Regions from separate parts of the Anas platyrhynchos genome. Here region 2 is linked to region 1. The links are chromatin contacts, called in public Hi-C maps. All regions are on one chromosome and are shown on one strand. Each heading gives the region's core, a stretch centred on a gene start, on an enhancer-like site or on the middle of the called end of the contact. The rest is flanking DNA. Distances are from core to core; before and after follow the strand shown. Region 1 overlaps LOC140002581 (a long non-coding RNA gene). Region 2 holds the start of CALM1 (calmodulin 1).

Evidence for each region. Hi-C and Micro-C count contacts between places; a contact is called where the count stands out from the background.
Region 2: a Hi-C map of subcutaneous adipose tissue shows a contact between it and region 1, with 2.5 times the contacts expected there. The contact joins the promoter of CALM1 here to the enhancer-like site in region 1. A contact is called at or near these places in 3 of 8 Hi-C or Micro-C datasets (liver, skeletal muscle and subcutaneous adipose tissue).

The regions. Positions count from the first base shown.
Region 1 is chr5:17,506,784-17,512,575 of IASCAAS_PekinDuck_T2T, forward strand. It overlaps LOC140002581 (a long non-coding RNA gene), which reads right to left. Exons shown (of 9, transcript XR_011809526.1): 5 at 5,417-5,497; 6 at 61-208. Among named protein-coding and RNA genes, the nearest start is that of CALM1, 120 kb to the right of the region's middle. Within about 2 kb of position 4,473, at least 1 of the 8 cell types and tissues checked has an H3K27ac peak or open chromatin away from gene starts, as enhancers often do. A contact at or near this core is called in subcutaneous adipose tissue, where this site is marked.
Region 2 is chr5:17,623,994-17,629,792 of IASCAAS_PekinDuck_T2T, forward strand. CALM1 (calmodulin 1) reads right to left here and starts at 1,668. Exons shown (of 6, transcript XM_027457858.3): 1 at 1,464-1,668. The coding sequence starts at 1,466.

The DNA of each region.
Region 1 (5,792 bases), core at 3,223-5,722:
CGGACCTTATTCTTGCTTGAAAGAAAAGGGAAGCTGTACCAGTACAGAAAGAAGTCTTACCTACACCAGAGGTGTTCTCCAGGTGATAATCTGGGTGCACAACGAGTCCACACCTGAAGGATCTACCAGCAACAGGCCCTCCTTCTGGTCTGGATATATGAAGACGCTGCAAACAAGAGTTTTGCCCAAACAGCCTCGCTCTATCTAGCTAAAGGATATAAACAGGGAAATGGGACATAGAAGATACTCACCCACCCAGCAGCTAAATGCCTAAAAGGATCTAGATAAAGGTGAGAAAATAACAAGTTTTCAGAAGTATTTGGTATCGGCTCAAGTCTGTTTTGACTAAGTGAGGAAGACAGATGAGTGCTCCTGAGGGCTGGTACATGCCACAGAAAAGCTGGACTTTCCAGCACCTTGGAGGAAATGTACATTAGCCTTTTTTAAGCAGTTTAAAAGCAGATGCAGATTTTGCCTTCTTTTTATTCTACTCCCCACTATGCATTTACCATTGCTCTTTTGATGATATGTCAAAGTCCTTTCTGTGCAAAGGATAGCATGGATCAGTGACAACTGCAGCCTCTGTCCTGCTCTCTGTCTTCAAATTTCCATTTCACTAGAACAATATTCAGCAACATCTTTTGTGTCCTGATTCCTAGAAGAAAGCATCCTCCAGAGAGCAGCCTACCAGGCCTGAGACGCTCATGCACAGCAGCAGCTGCAGCCTACATGGAGTGGGGGTGGTATAAATAGCTTGCTAGAATAGAGGCAGGATAATTACATGGTGTGGACCCATGGCCAGAGCTGCTGCGTTCATCTTGGTTCTGTAATAAGCACTGGTTTAGCCAACAACAGAGTACTATTGAATGGTCCCAAAATTGCCAGTTTTACTTGTTTGGTACAATTCAGGTTTTCTGAATCTTTTTGCAGAAATTCTACTGTGGTATCAGTGACTATGAGTTTTAGTTTTATCATAGTTAGTCTCTGACTTTTACAAAAAAAAAAAAAAAAAAAGTATATTTATTCAACAAGTCACTGGCCTTGCCCTCTCCAAGCTTCACTCACAGAGCGCTGGTGAGGTCCTTACTCTGTGTGCCATACAGCCTTTATGAATCCTGTCTTCCTTGCAGGACAGCTAGCTTCAAAAAGGGAGTGCGTTCTCCTTAATTACCATCCTTACCCTGTCAATTGACTGCCCTCCCCTGTGTGGTGGGACCCATGGGTCCAAATGCTCTCCATCTAGGTTAGACAACACTTGTGCTATCCTATTTGGGGGGCACAGGCTCTAACCTTTGGGCTGCTGTAGGCCAGTGAGGGCGCGGCAGCCATGTTGATGTGGTGTTAGTGCTGCGCTGGGGCCCCGTGCTGGGCAAGAGCACATGGGCACACTGAGCCCAAGGAGAGGGCAGCAAAGCAATGCTGAATTGTTATGGGTAGGACGTAGTTGTCTAATGAGCCTAACCTGTGCACCTCTGGCTGTATGCTGAGCTGGATTTATATGACGTGAAATTCCCAGCTGACCAGGAGGTGCTCAGGGGTTTTCACTGCTTCAAGTCCGCTGACACCGGGAAACACAGATTGCTCTCTTGAAGGATCAACCTAAATTTCATCGGTGTTCCTGGTCCATTCACCTGGGTTGTGCCTCTGGTGCCTGTGTTAACTCCAGATTAACCTCCGGGTGCAGTGGGTGAGGCTTTGTAAACTTTGTGACAAGCTTGTGTGAGATGTAGAAATGGCCTGAAGGTTCGCAGTCAGCCTGTAGGTTCACAATCTGCCTGGGGCAGACATACTTGAGAGGTTTCACAAAGGAACATGGGGTATGGCCAACAATAATCCCCAACCATCAACCCAGTGTGGAAATGGCAGCAAATACTTGGCAGAGGCCTTGCTTGTGCCCCCAAAACAAGGTGCCTGCAAAGCCAGCCACTTCTCGCAATGGCACCAATTCCCTGCTCCAGAGCCAGAAGTGGACAAGCTGCTGGAGCATTACAACCTGCTGCTAGCCACAGCTGGAGATGACTTGTGACTGTCACTGCTCTGTACAGATCACTGTCAGATAGACACACAGCGTTCATAATAAAAACTCATTCTGAATCCATCCCTTAGCAACAAAACTCTTACAGTCCTTTTGCTGGTGCAACGGCTGAAGGTTGGACACCTTCTCTACCATCAGAGCTGCAAAATGGTGCATAGCAAAACTACGCCACACGGCAAGCCTGCCGTGAGGCACTGTACCAGACATACTGATTAATGTGAGCTCACCCTGCTGTCATGGAAGATGGAAGATGTTTCTGGGTGTCATGGTGTACATATGCTTATCCTTAAAGGTTGTTCTACAAAATATATCTATGTCCTTCTGGTTGGCAAGGCTTAGCTGCCGGCTAACCCCTGCCTTGGAAAAGCAAGCCTGGTCATCTTGAAAACTCAGTACTTAGCTGGTATCCTACAGAAACCAATGTCACACAGTGAAACCCTTCAACATCCTAGACCCGAGGAAGAAAATAACCACAAATTAATATAACCTGAGGCAGGAACAAACAGCTCCTAGTATCATAGACCTCCCCAAGTTGGAAGGGACCCGCAAGGATCTTTGAGTCAAACTCCTGGCTCCACACAGGACCACCCCAAAATCAGACCCTATGTATGGGAGTGTTGTCAAAACACTTCTTGAACTCTGTCAGGCTTTTAGGCTGTGACCACTGCCCTGGGGAGTCCCCAAACCAAGGGACTTCAGCCTGTCCTTGTATGTCTTGCCCTCCAGACCTTTCATCATCTCAATTGCCCTCCTTTAGACACTCTCTAGTAGTTTTATGTCCTTCTTATGGGTGGCATCCAAAACTGTACACAGTGCTCAAGGTGAGGCCGCACTAGTGCAGAGCAGTGGGTCAATCCCTTCCCTTCCCTCAACTGACGAGCAATGACAGGCTTGATGCATCCCAGGACTTGGTAAAGATGAAATTACAAGACAGGAAGCTTAAGTAAATAAAAACCAATTGCAAATATACTTAAGTTATATCAACTCTTTCTTGCACATATGCAAACTCCTATTTCACTGGTATTAGCAGGGCACTCGGTCCCTTACATATATATTCACTGTTATCTCAGCTCCAACTAGAAGCTTTATCAGATAAGATAGAAGATGCTAACAACCTCCTTTGAAAGTGAGTCAGACCATTACCTAAAATTTTGCATGTCCATAGATAACTACCTGAGGGAGCCAATGCACAGTAACCAGACTAAATTCACCATGTCCTCACTGTGGTGTGCTGGCCATGGGAACAGGCTTACTGGCAATCACTGAGCAAGGAACTTGCAAGAAGTGCATTAAGACACTTTTAAAAGAAAGGCTTACATTTCATTATCCCTGTAGGGTACAAGCGTGCTGTACCTAGTGGACTGTAAATTCACTGTCTAGCTTGCTAGTGAATAGTCTCCCAGAACAGAAATCTGAGTAATCACCCCTTCTAATAAATGGAGTGAGATTCAAGAGGCCTACAAGGGAGATCTCCACTTGCACAGCATCACACCGATAGCCCCACAGCATTTCAAGCTGTTACTGCTGAGTGGCAGGCACTTTCTGCTATGGCTGACATTAAAGGAGACCCTGAATATGCATGTTGCCCTCTCTGCTGACAGCTGAATCTCTGATGTAGTGAAATGCATAACATCTGCCAAAGGAGCAAGCTCTCCTGAATAAATTAGCATCCACCCAGGATATGAGCTTGGACCCCTCAACCGGCTGAAACCAGTTAAAAGACCAGCAAGGGGACGTGGAGACATCTATTCCTCACTTCCCAAATTCACAGGAGGCTGGCAATAGTCAAAAACTGTACTCCACACAGGAAGAGAGCAGGGGAGCCCCATGGGCCTTGCCAATATTCGGGTCCTTTGTGGCAGCATAGGACTTGTTCATAGCAATTTCCAGGTGATCACAGGAAGTTAAAGAACCTCCCAAACTACTGAAAGAAGAAAAAGGAAAAAAAAATAAAATACTATAGAGTGTTTGCCATCAAAGTAGGCTGGAAAAAATATAATTCCTTCTGCACATCATTAAAAGTCCCCAGGTATTAGCAGGCTCCACTGACAGCACTTCTGGGCACACAACCCATCTTCCCTGTGTGCCACCACTTGCTGATGCCACAGTCTTTTGTATTCCTGCAAGGCAGGAAAAATAGTGAGAGAAACAAACATCCCCATATTCAAGGTCTGCATCCGTCAGCAGAGCAATTCCTCCTTGACTTTGAAGGTGATCAACAGGAGCCCTGAAGCGCAGATTTAAGTGGGTGCAGACAAGATCAGCAAAGACATATCTGCCTCTTTTGAGCCTATCCTCCCCTGAAGCTGGATATCTGATGCTGAAAGATACCTCAGGATACCGCATCTCTTTCGTCCATTGTGGGGCAGCACTGCCTTTTCCTTGTTCAAGAGACGCAGTGAGGTCCTCCAAGCAACAGGCTCCTCAGATCTTCTAAGGAAGCAGGCAATTCCCAGAGGTTTGTCCTTCTTCCTTCGCAGAATTTATTGTTCAGGCTACAGCTTGGGTCACAGCCCTGGCCAGCGCAGCTGCCTTCATTGACTCAGTGGGAATGCTTACTACCAGGGAGAGGAGGAAACTCACTGAATTTTAATCACATTTTGGCTGCCAGTTCCAAGGCCAGGAAAATACTTGTTTACATGATTAGAAACAAGATGTGTTACATGCACATATTCTCGTCAGCAATTAGAGTCTGAGCACAGGCAAACAATAACCTCCTGGCTAAATGCAATGCAAATCCCTCAGCTATGACATTTTGGCACGACTTTACCTCCAGGACCCTGATGTTGCTGGACCTGCCTCTCACTGACACTCAGCAAAAATACTGCTACTGCAAATGAATGGTACCTGGGTCAATTTCCTGTTCTGAACAGGAAAAATAAAATATTCTGGGGAGCTAACAAGCCCTTAGCATTAAATGCAGTTAGAAGAAAGAGGGAGCCTGTATACATCAGATGTAGATGCAGTTTAGTTAAGAACTGCTTTAGCTATCCAACAGGAGCAACTGAGTAGAAGTCAGTGAGACAAAGTGTTTCAGAGGAAATCAAAATTGAGTTCTTCATGTCTGCACAACAAGGCACAGAGGAGAGACTAAAGACAGCCACAGGCTGTATACAGGCAAACCCTCAGAGACAGGAATCCTGCTGGCAAGGCCCTGCCAGATCTACAGTGATCCTTGCAAATGATAGAGTGCAGCCATGGAGTTTCTTATGGGAGGAACTGGAAATGCAAACCACATAAGCAGCTGCAGCCCAATTCCTTAATTTCTGAGCCTCTTTACAGCCCATGACCCCTCACCACAGAACCAAGTGTGCTCTCTGTCCTTCACTCCATGTGTCTCTCTTTAACATTGGGGAAACAATTACTTTAGCTTTTACTTACGAAATCTTTGATGCAACTGTCTAAAAACAATCATCTCCCTTAATGATGCTGCCTCTGTAGGTATCTTTTGCAGCTCATTATCTGTCACAAAAAAAAAAAAAACAGCATAAATATATATAATGTGTATATATATATACATGTATTTATGCTGAAATAGCTGGTAAAACCCTCTGCTTCCTAAATCTCCAAAATAAGTTGCAAGCATCTCCAGATAACTCACGGAAAAGCTAAAAATAGGAAAAACCAACCACCATATTTAATCATTTGCTTTTCTTTCTTCTTCTTTTTTTTTTTTTTTTTTTTTTTTCTTGGATGTTCTCACTATGTTGAACAGTTGCACTTCCTGTGAGGTCATGCACTAGACAATAGTTTTCCA
Region 2 (5,799 bases), core at 418-2,917, 110 kb after region 1:
CAGACATCATCAGTATTTAGGCTCCAGCTTTAGATTTAGTGTTTTATGTCTGTGTGTAATGATTAAACAGCTCCCCACATGTATGGGGGGGGGGGGGGGGGTAAGAAAATAGTGCTTGCAGTTAAAAACCAAATTCACATTTCTTAAGTCGTGCTAAAAGACTGTAGAAAACGTCTTCAAAAATCCAGCTTGACCTCCCACTCTTTTCACGATTTTCCAGCAAAGATGAGGCTTCCCTTAAAGATCATCTAAGCAATTTACATAACAGACCAAATGCCCTGCAGAACAGGAAACGGAGCCACACCTCGGCAAAACCCTCACCCAGCAGCACCAGCTTTCTGCCCCGTGTCTCGGGGCTCCGGATGCCTCCAAAAACCGGCGTCACACCAAGAAATGGCAGCGCCGGAGCTGTCCTCGGGGCTCGGCTCGCTGCAGGCGGCCACCAGCGCTGTGCTGGGGGACAAAGGTGCCTGGGGCTGGGGCTGCCACCCCGCCCTGCCCCGCCACCGAGCCGTGTCCCGGCGGTGCCAGCCTGCCCCGGCGGGGAGGCAGCACGGAGCGACACCCAGATGGCCAGGAAACGATGAGAGAGCAGCCCGCTCCCCCCTCAAAAAAAGAAAAAAAAAAAAATAATAATAATAAAAAAATATAACCCCCAGCCCTCCCCCCCCCGGCCGGGGGGCTGCCCCCGAAGCCCCCCAGCCCCAGGCTGCCACCCCCGGGGCTGGGGCCGGGCGGGCAGCGCGGGGCGCAACAGGCGCCGTGCCCGGCGGGCAGTGCTGCACTGCGGCCCCGCTTCCCTTCCCCTCCCCTCCCCTTCCCCTCCCTCCCTCCCCCGGGCGGGGAAGGCAGCGGCTCCCCCTGCCCCGATGCCCCATCCCCTGCCCCAATCCCCCCCCATCCCCTGCCCCCGGGGGCTGGAAGGGAGGCGGGGGGGATGGGGGGGGTGGGAGTGAGGCTCGGCTGCCCCCCCAACCCCCGCGGCCGGGGGCCAGGCGGCGGGAGGCAGGGAGGAAGAGGAGGAGACATGATGTAATGCGGGCAGCCCGGCTGCGTTTTTGGGGACGGTACCGGGGAGGAATGGGGGGGGGGGGGGGGGGCGCTGAGGGCGCAGCAGCCGCAGCGCGGTCTCTCCCCCCCCCCCCCCCCTCGGTGCGCACTGCGGCCGGGGCCGGGGCGCAGCGGGGCAGAGCCGCGGCCCCGGGGAGCGGCTCCCGGCCCTTTCCGGAGGGCGAGGCGGGGCGGGCGGCGCCGCGGGGAGAAGGAAGCGGCGGCAGGGAGCAGGGCAGGGACGGGGGGAAGGGAAGGGAGGGAAGGGAGGGAGGACGGACGGGGTGCCCGGCACGGCATTAGCTCCGCGGCCTCCCGCCGCCCCCGCGCCGCAGCCCTCCCCGGGGACAGCCCGGCTCGGCCGCCCCTCTCCTCAGCCAGCCCCCGGCGCTGCGGGCGGCCGCGCTACCTACCATGGCGCGGCGGCGGCACGAACTGCGCGACCACGAGCGGCGGCTGCTGCCTGCGCTGCTGCTGCTGCTGCTCCTCCTGCTGCTGCTGCTGCTGCTGCTGCCCGGCGCGGCGGCGGCGAGGAGTGCTGGGGGTGCGCGGCTGCGCCGTGCCGCTATATATGGCGCTGTATCCCTCCGCCGGAGCGGGGCCTTTTTCTCCCCTCCCCGGCGCGCTCCGTGTGAGGGTGACTGCGGCGAGCGGCCCTGCCCCCTCCGCCGCCCGCCCCTCCCCGCCCCTCCCCGCCCGCCCGCTGCGGGAGACGGGGCGCGGAGGGGGCGCCCCCACAGCCCCCCCCCCCGCCCCATCCCGGCCCCGCACCCCTCGTGCCCCCGAGGTAAGAGCGGCCCCGGGGGCCGTGCTGCGGGCAGCCCGCGGACCCCGAGCCCCCTTCCCTGCCCGGCGCCCCCCGGGGGTCCCGGCGGCTCGGGGACGTTTTTCCCCTGTTTTTTCCCCTTTCTTCCCCGTTTTTCTTATTTTTTCCCCGATTTCCCCATCCCCGGGGGCAGCAGCTGGGTGCCGGGGGTGCGTTGCCCAAGCGTGTTTTTTGGGGGAAACCTGGGCGAGCAGGGGGGCACGGAATAGGCTGGAGAAGTGTTGTGCAGCTCTGAAGCGAGCACCTTTAATCTTCAATCTTTAGGGTTTTTGTCAAGCGCCAAAACCCAGCGCTCGGTACAACCCATCCAGAACCAGGCAACTGACGTGTCACTTGGGCCCCTTGGCAGCACAGCGAGGGGCAGCAGGCCTGGTCTGCCTCCTCCCATCCTCCTCTGCCTCCCAGGCTTTGGGGATTCGGGCCACCAGCTGATGATGACCCAGGTAAATACCGTAGCGCTCACGTCGTACCTTTTTGACAGGTACAGGAGCGTACAAACATGCACCTACACTAGCAGCAAGAATCTTGCATCCGTCTGTGACAGGAACCCTTAGATGCTGAGCTTCCTTGTAGCTCGTGGTATTTTTAGTTAAGGTTGTAATTTGGGCCTCTCCGGACTGGAAGGTTGGCGGTATTTCCGTTGTGGTCGTAATTCTGATGATCTTACTGCAATGTAGCACTAAATCTTCTAAAATGCATTTTTCTATTCTTCCAGTTCTGAAAAATTTTGCATACTTTCGGCCTTTGAAATAAAGGCCAAATGGGTTAGGTTCTGTTTATTTAACCATTGAAGTTACAATCCATTTGCTTGCCTTTCTGGAACACAAAGATAGGTTGGCAAACACAGCTATCATCTATTTCCAATCTAGAAATACTTCTCATAGCGAGCTACAGCATATTCCACATGTCAGAGTTGGGCCCCAAAACTGTTGTAACATTTGTGTAAGAAGTACTGTCTGAAATGGTGTCAGAAAATCGATTTGCAGCTGGCTGGTCTGCAAATGATAGGTTTATGGATACCTTCCATTTTAGATGCAGAATGCCTCGCCTCCTATATTAAACGCATATATATTTAAATACAAAGCAGTAAGGCTGGATTTCTTTATTTTTTACATAGAAGAACATGCAAATCGATCTTTTGTTTTCAAACCAGACCAACAATTTTAAGCTCTTATTTTCCCAGCTTAATTTCTTTCCAGAAAACATGACACAATGCTTGATTGATGTGGGCTACAAGAGCTTTTGCTTGGATAAGTGAATCTTGGAACTCCCTGAGTCTCACGGGGACGTCTGAAGAATGTTCATGTGCAAATCATTCACTTCATTGCGCTGGCCTCACACAAGTGAAGATCTCATTATTGAAATGAGAGCTCTATACAAATATTGGGCTAACAAATTTATACAGTTATCTCACAAAGATAAATAGCTAATGCAATCTCATGGTCTTTGGCCAAAATGTTGCTAATGTGGAAGGCTGGAGGTATTACCAGGAGAATAATCTCACCAACACTTCAATGCGACAATTTAGAACGTGGGTGCTTATTTTCCAGTACATGTAGTACATTATTCCATTGATACAAAGCCTTCACTCGTTAAAAAGTGAGGGGATTAGATTGTATCTGTTGAGGAGAGACTAAGAGACACGTAATTAAACTTCATGGAGATTCTTTTACAAAATACCAACATTACAATGTTTGTATATATGTGAAGAAACTTGGAAACGTGAGGTAAAAAGCTACATTCAATGAAGTCACACGCAATGACGGTTGCCAAAGCTTAACGGGACCTTGAGTAGAAGGATTGCTATATATTTTTTCCTATTTCTTTCTTTTAATTGTTGTTCTGGTGGGTGTGTGTGACTACTATTGCTAACTCTTAATGGTTTACACTAATAAATCATTTTTATATAAACAAAACTTTAAAATAAAATTACTTTTTGAGTATCTTGCAATATAGTCTCACTTTATTTCAGAAAAATTTCAAGATGACCAAATGAGATACCACAGATAGGTTCTGCAGTAGTTTCTGTTGAATTGCGTCATTCTGGATTTGAAAGTATTTCACAGCTACTACTCCAAAATAACATTCTGACTAAGGGGATTTTTTTTTCCTGATTTGACATATGGTAATGATAAATGTAAACAAAATGGAACACTAAGGTTTTTCTGCTTATTTAGTGTGGAAAACCTCATCTAAACTGACATCTGCCTGCTCCTTGTAAGCTCGCTTTCACTCAGTTGTACAGCTCGAGTTTGATCGGTATTCTTTGTTCACTTAAAATTTACATTCAGTTGTGGGCAGGCAAGAAATGCCCCTGTCAGTCCAATGACATACAGTGTCAAAGGATTTGCCAGGTACTTATACAATGTCTCATTCAAAATCTCCTGGATCTCAGTGGGAGCTGGACTCGGCCATGGAATTACTCGGTAGTTGTGCCTAACACCGTACAAGTTGGCCACCCCATTGCTACCGAGTTTTTCTGTGAACAGAGGGCTATGCAATAGCTATTAAGATAAATTTCTAACCAAGTGTTTCTGTCTGGTTAAGGTTTACTGTTCTAAACTAATTTACTCTGTATCACTAAGCATGTTTTTGTCAACTTGTGTTTAAGCTGTAATATTAACAAAGGATTAGTTTACAAATGTATTAGGCCCAGTCAAAGACTTGCAACCATTCTACCAAGTATTATACCTCAGATATTAGTCTTAATACAATCTTAAAAATTGTATTTTTTAGAAAGAATTTTATTAGGAACTCATAATAAACCTTACCACTTACATGTAAGGTGTGTTTTTCAGCCTTGGTTAGTTAATATATGTACTGAAGAAAGTGGGTTCACGCATATAATTGTTGTTTTCTCATACATGCATAATTTAACAAAAATCAAAATAAAAGCAATTCACAGGCATCTGCCCTGGAAAAAGGATGTGAGAACAGACCCAAGTTTGAGATTGGATGTAATGCTCAGCTGGGAGGCTGCTATTATGGCGATAAGGATAGATAACCAGAATATAATAATTTTTAAATATTAGAACTCAAAATCAAGTATATAAGAGCCTGTGCATATATGTGTGCGTCTAGAACAAATTCAAAATTATTTTTTACTGATAAAACATTGCCAGTTATAGGTTTAAGCTACCTAAACTGGCGTTGAATTTGTTGTATTCCTTTTCAAGTTAATTGGAATTCTGTTGGTGTATCAGAGAAGAGTTTTTGTATCCTCTCTAAAATTCTGCTCATATTGTCAACGTTTCTTTGGGAGACCATTTTCCACAAAATTAATGTTTCCAAATGCCATTGGCAGCTGTGAAACACTGAGCCAGTATCCTTATAAAAATACTCCATGAGCTTCACTAAGATTGCAAATAAGTGGGTGGAACTCCATTGAAATAAAAAGCTAGAACAGAGTTGAATTTGACCACATTTATGCAAGAAGTAAAAATAAAAATTGCTTTAATCTTAACATTTAAGTTTCCAGGCCTGGTAGCATTTTTCAATGGGAACATATATGTTCCTGTCCCTTTTCTGAAGGGAGGGGGGGGTCGGGACTCCCCAATATTTTATATGTTCATAATTTGCCTCATTCCCACTGGCATATATTAAAGTCACATAGAATACGGATCTCTGAGCATTAAGAGTCGAAAAGCCATCTGTATAATTGAGTAACAGTAGTTGTTCCTTATGTTGAGAGTCCATTGTCTTGTAAAGTTTTAGGTGGTGATGTAAAACTGATTTAGCCGTTGGTTAGAACTAAATTATTTACACATTGTAATTAAATTAGTGAGTACTTTTCTACGTAGCTATGTAAATTGGCACCCTCGGGGCCCAATAATTTGAGAAGTTCCATGTTCTAAACTTAGGGCAGTTTGAGTGGGGAACCATAAAGATCCTATCTTAAAACGATTTGCACAGATGGGAATTAT